Linked DNA regions of Zea mays: region 1 is linked to region 2. The links are chromatin contacts, called in public Hi-C maps. All regions are on one chromosome and are shown on one strand. Each heading gives the region's core, a stretch centred on a gene start, on an enhancer-like site or on the middle of the called end of the contact. The rest is flanking DNA. Distances are from core to core; before and after follow the strand shown.

The links. A called contact is a pair of places that touch in the nucleus more often than the background predicts.
Region 1: a Hi-C map of tassel shows a contact between it and region 2, with 2.2 times the contacts expected there. The contact joins the promoter of LOC100193732 here to the promoter of LOC100276162 in region 2. A contact is called at or near these places in 2 of 25 Hi-C or Micro-C datasets (leaf and tassel).

What each region holds. Positions count from the first base shown.
Region 1 is chr2:207,848,756-207,851,815 of Zm-B73-REFERENCE-NAM-5.0, forward strand. It overlaps LOC100193732 (2-oxoglutarate (2OG) and Fe(II)-dependent oxygenase superfamily protein), which reads right to left and starts at 1,295. Exons shown (of 4, transcript NM_001138820.2): 1 at 905-1,295; 2 at 1-825. The coding sequence starts at 572.
Region 2 is chr2:207,532,882-207,535,923 of Zm-B73-REFERENCE-NAM-5.0, forward strand. It overlaps LOC100276162, which reads right to left and starts at 1,574. Exons shown (of 3, transcript NM_001360977.1): 1 at 1,404-1,574; 2 at 886-1,023. The coding sequence starts at 1,494.

The DNA.
Region 1 (3,060 bases), core at 45-2,544, 320 kb after region 2:
TGTCCTCCTTCAAGCGATGGCCTTGAATGACAACATGCTGAAAGAACAGAAGATGATACTTCCTGGCTTCTCAAGGGTATGTTGTCGAGTATCTCAGTAAATGCACAGCTACGTAAATTCAATGAGAAACTGATTGCGTCCAATATATCTCGAGAAACTTTACCCAGCACCGAAAATATGTCAGGCAAACCTGATGGAGGTAATTCCATTTCACCGCTGGGATCAGTTGCAGTAATACCAGGCCTGTAATCATACATTTCCAGACACATCTGAGAATCAACATAGTAACCAGAGGTCTTGCACCATTCACGGGAATCATCCGAGTGTACAGCCTCATTTGAATTATACCCTCGCTGGTGGAAGAAAAAGCGAGCCGAGTCCAAACCTGACCTCAACAAGGCACCATCAGCTGGTGACAGCTGAATGATGGCTGCCGAATATTGAGCGAGTGACTGCATCAGAGTCGACACACACATCTTATAGCTGTCAGAAGGAAGGCCCTCAGAGGCCATTAGATCAACGAGATGCACACGGCCAAGTGATGCAAGAATATTTTCTGCTGCATCATCCATTAGAATTGATGACGCTTGAGGATGTCTAGTTCAGTTCGGTGGAAGGGCGGGCTTGGGGTATGCGGGTTCACTCCCAGTCTTAAGTTGGAGTACAAGGCACTCCAAATCCCCAATACATCTTATGGAGTCAAGTAAGATCGATCTCGATCTTGCAGGCGCTAAATAGGGGTACTGATCAAATAAGAACAATGTCTGAATGGACCCAAGCACCGACGACGTCACGCGGACGCGGCTACCAAATATGCGCGACTACCTGCGTGGAGGAAGAAGAAAATTGAGATTTAGACAATCCGCAGAACAAAGATCCATCCAAGAAAGCAAGGGTTCCTTACCAAGCAAAGAAGAAACCACTCAGGTCAGGATGGATCCCCATTCCACTCGAGCCAAGCAGAGTAGGAGGACTGTAGCGACTAGCGAGAAGGACACGAGGAGGAACTGGTGACCTCGGCGAAGGAGAGGCTATCTACGATGGACAAGAACCCGACGGGAAGAGAAGGGAGGAGCGACCTGGTGCCTGGACCTGGAGGTTGGAGCAGCGGCGGACCTACCAATAGGGGATATAGGGAGGTATTACCCAACTCCGGCAGCTAAGACCCTCCACTCCTCAACTTTTCCGGTGAGATCCGGTCGCAGCCGTGTTGTTTTCTGTCGAGCGCCGCCTGCAGTCGCTGCTGCTGCATCGAGCGGAGGAAGCCGGACGAGGACGCGCTGAGGAAGGCGAAGGGGTACGCGTGGTTGGGCCGACTGGCCCATCAACCGCAGCCGCAGTCCGCAGCTGCTAGCGACGCAGACGCCGGTCCGCTGGTCTGACCGGTTGGCGCGCCAGTTGGGCCTTGTGGGTGGGTTGGGTTGTGTTTCAGCGAAAATAAATATGAACTAAAAAATATGAGCCCAATTGTGAAAAACGATTAGATGAAGTATGGTTGGAAGGAAAAAAAACACAATCTTCGGTTTCACTTCCGTGTTTTCTTAACATTTTCATTTTATTATTTTCATAATCATAAATCGTATAATCGGATAAAGAACTTGTTTACTGGTTAAGCGGCATATGATGAATTTTGGATCTCTTGAGTCAAAGGAGAAAATAATCATATCAAAAGCACATGGGCAATTCAAAATTCGACTAGAAGAAATATACATATCGTTTTGTTTTTTTACCGCTTTTGCTTTTTTCCCTCAGAGTAGATGAAAAAAATCAAAAAAGCAAAACATATTTCTTTTCTGTACCGTAATTTCACAGAGTGACAGACAAGTTAAGACAACGATGCATTTTTTATTTGGCCACTGTAATTCTTGAACCAATGTTGCAATAGTAGGCCTCAAACTAGAGTCAAATATTTCCCTCATGATTCCTCGTACGGAGTGGTGTTAATGAATCACGATCTAAATATCTCTTCACAATAAGTTAGGCACTTAACTAATTTTAGTTCAAAAATAAATTTTATAGTGTAAAATTTTATAGTGTAAAATTTAGAGTCCATTACCACCCCTACTCATAGATCTTTTTGACCTTAGGAATGAGCCGACTATCAATCTGTATAGGTTAGGCGCATAATTTGTGTGCTAGTGAGGTAGAGGAGGGAGAGATGTCATGTTTGTTTCAGCTTTTTCCAGCTTCTGCCCACCAAAAGATGCTGCGTATTATCAAACACCCCAACTTTTTAGCCCGCTTCTACAAGAATTGTTTTGGTAAAAACCGTTCAAAATCAACATGAACACAAAATTGGTCGAGTTGTCACGATAGAAGAAATCCATCCCTTTCTAAATTCTAAACCCTATGGACCACTTCATCTTACTTTACAAGTAATCCTCATGATACTCAGATTCTCTCCACAGCCAGATTATCAGAAAAAGTTAGTCAGCAAAAAACCGAACCAAACCTACCCATAATATGAGGACCATACCTTTGGGACCTTGGTGGACGACGCTCGTAATGGTTGTCGGGGGTCGCAAATGGGTTTGGAAGCTGTGCACCTACTCATCTCTCCTCCTTGTGTGTTTGGACATTAGGGTGGAATGTCATTGGTAGACAATAGAACTATTAGGATCTACAAGTGTCGATGTTTATGACCCGCTTGCGCATCACGGAGTGTTCCTGCACTCCCGCCCGAGGTCAGCCTTGGGTGTGGGGGACAGATATCCCCCGGGTCCACTAGAAGGATGAAAGACCTCACGAAAGGCCCAAGGGCCCCATAATTCGTAAGGTCATCCCCTAGTGGGCCTGGGAGGAATGACTAGTGGGACGGATCAGCACAAGGCCGGGTCGGCGCAAGCCCAGACGACCCAACAAATTTGAGCAGTAATCGCAATAGTGACCCGACCTTCCCACGCAGGGGCCCCGTACATCGGAACTGAGCGAGGATGAGTCGGCTGAACTATAGGAAGATAGACTCAGTTAGTTCGCTATTACATTGGCACACGTTGTTATCATATCCATATGTAATGCCCCACGGTCGAGTATATAAGGCACAGGGGGCACCCCTTCAAG
Region 2 (3,042 bases), core at 324-2,823:
AGGATAATAGGAAACTAAACTTGTGGCATGAGACTCTAGAGTTCAAAAGTTTTAGATTCAATAGAAATAAAACAGAGTACGTGAGATGGGACTTCAACACTATACACAAGGAGATGTTAGTTTAAAAGGTCAAGAAATGCCCAAGGAGGATAACTTCCGTTATTTAGGATCAATGCTACGGAGAGATAGAGAGATAGGGGTATTGATTAGATGTTAGCCATAAAACAAAGCATGATGGAGGAAGTGGCACCAAACATTTGGCGTCTATGCAACCAGAGCATATCACGCAAACTAAAAGGAAACTTTTATATGACAGCAATTAGACCTGTTACATTGCATGGTGCAGGATATTAGGCTAAAAAGGCATCATGTTCAACGTTCAACAGATAATAAGTGTTGCGGAAATGTGTATATTATGTTGGATTTGTGGCTATATAAGAAGGGATCGAGTCCGAAATGATGATATACATGGGTACAGGTAGCACCAAATTGAAAAAAAAAGATTGTACAACATCAATTGAGATTGTTTGAATATATCCGATGTAGACCTCCAGAGACACCAATATATAGTGGGATACTAATACATGATAGTAATAGGAAGAGAGATAGGAGAAGACCGAAGTTAATATGGAAAGAGGAGACTAGAAAAGATGGAATATACTAAAGATCTAACTCTGAACAGAAATGAATAGAGAACAGCTATCGACGTGTATAAACCCTTAATTTGTGGCTTCAAACGATGATATACATGAGTACAGGTAGCACCAATTGAAAAAAAGTTTGTCCAACACCAATTGAGATTGTTTGGATATATCCGATGTAGACTTCTAACTTGGGCAAAGTCTTTGCTGTTGTTAAGATGCCATAAGCAAGTTAGCACTGTACCAATGTAGCGTTGCTCGTTGGCTAGCCTGGCGCGCTCAAGCATCTTGTCGAGGTCCTCCTTGAGCTTCTCGTCAAATTTTACCAGCTGGTTCACAAATACTGCACCGAGACCCATCCCCAACACATGCTCCCAAGGATCTATAACAATTTAGACACAATAAGCACGTGAGAATGAATCATCATATCTAAAAGGAGACTGGTACAAAGCACATACTGAAATCATGAATGGTAGGGTGGAATAGGGACCAAAGGGGTATCTCTTCGGCAGTATTGCCTCCTAAATCACGAAGAAATGGACTTCAACCCCAAAAAACAAGAACCATATCGCATCTAGGATCCCAAAGACCAAGGAAGGCGCCCAGACCAGACGAAACACCACGAGGGCAGGTGGAAATATCGCAGATCAGACGGAAATGGGGCGCCAGGACGACTCACGGAGCGCGGGACGCAATGCGTGATCAAGAAACGGAGAAATGAACAGGGGAATAGGAGAAAGGGAAGGGGAGAAAGGGATATACGGCGCATGTAGGGAAGCTTGCGGAGGGCGTTGGAGTACATCTGAGTGCCCAGTCCCAGGAGGGCGCCGATGATCGTCGGCGTCGCCGGCATCCTGCTGTTCTCCTGTCTCCTCGGGGCGAGGCTGCGGCGGTGGGGTGGACGACTGGACGGCAAGGTCGGGGAGAGTGCTGTGGGGACTTGTGAGTTGTGGCCGGAGAGGGACCTTCCTATCTGTTGGACTTCGTTGCTCTAGCCTGTGTGGGCCGCCAGTTGCGTAGGTCCAACGAGGGTGTGGTGCAGGCCGGAGAGCAAGAAGCCCATTGTGCTAAATACATGTTGCCCCAATTTGGCATTCGCAACTTCATTTGGTTTGCAATTTCCTCAGCATCGTTTTTAGTGTTCTTTTAAATAAACAGGGGCGTTGTGTTGTACTCCTTTACATCTAAATAAATATAAATATAAGATCTGTATCAGCCAAACTAACTAAAGTTTAACCAAAATTATATTGAATAGTGTTAATATTTATATCGTCAACTAAATTTATCATATTTGCTATTTAAAATATGATAGTTGTATAATTTAGATATAGAACATACTATCAAAAAAGGAAAATATTTTTTATACTAATCGCTTGTTTATTTTCTTTTTCCCAGAACTAGCTGACTAGCATATGACTCGTACTAACGCTATAATTCAACAACAGCAGAGAGAAAGGGTCGACAGCTACGGTGGTGACACGAGTGAGGGGACGCGGGGGTAGAGGGAGGGGAAGGCTGGGACTTCGAATGGGGGTAGTGGGGGATGAGGGATGAGAAATGATTTAAATAATATTGTACATTGGATTTGAGTGAACGAGATAAAAGAGTTATCTAGCGATTTGAATTATTGATTTTGATGTTGTGTTAAGTATAAGTGCAATTTGTCTAATGGATTTAATAAAAGTTATTGATGCGGGTGATTTGATTGGGTGGGTTTGTAAAATTTAAACTGGATCATAGTGGTATTCCGCATCCTCGGCAACCGGTACTTACGGCAATACTTCTTGCCGTCTCTCACTCTCTCTTGTTCCCGGCGAACTGGTGAGCTAGTGTGATTCACCGCGGTCGGTTATCTGAAACTTTATCTTGATTACTTACACACACTCATTATTATTTGTTGGTTTCTTCTCCGTGTGGTCGTCCATAAGCTAGCTCATCTGAAATTTTATCTTTAATTTGCAAGCAATCTAGTAACGAACTGCTGCAGCAGAAATCACACTTCTGCGCGCACTCAACTCATGCAAGAGGAACAAGTCTCAGTTACCAGCTGGCAGCAACACCATATACGTTTCAGCCTTTTAGTGCAGCCCTAGCAGCAAGAAATGCACTGTGCAAGGAACGTTGTTGAATTTTGTCAATTTATGCAGAGGCACACACAAAGTTTCTCCAACAACAAAAAAAATGCACTCTTCATATACTACTTGCAACAACACCTTAATTTGGTATCTTATCCAAGTATATGTGCACAATACCCTATATTATATTAGTATAATTCTGTCTTGCAAAGGATCTATATATATGTGTGTGTTATTTTAAAAATTCATTTTAACTCTTGTTTTTTATGTCTACAATCAAATAGACAATAATAAATCTAGACACATATATAAAATACATATATTAA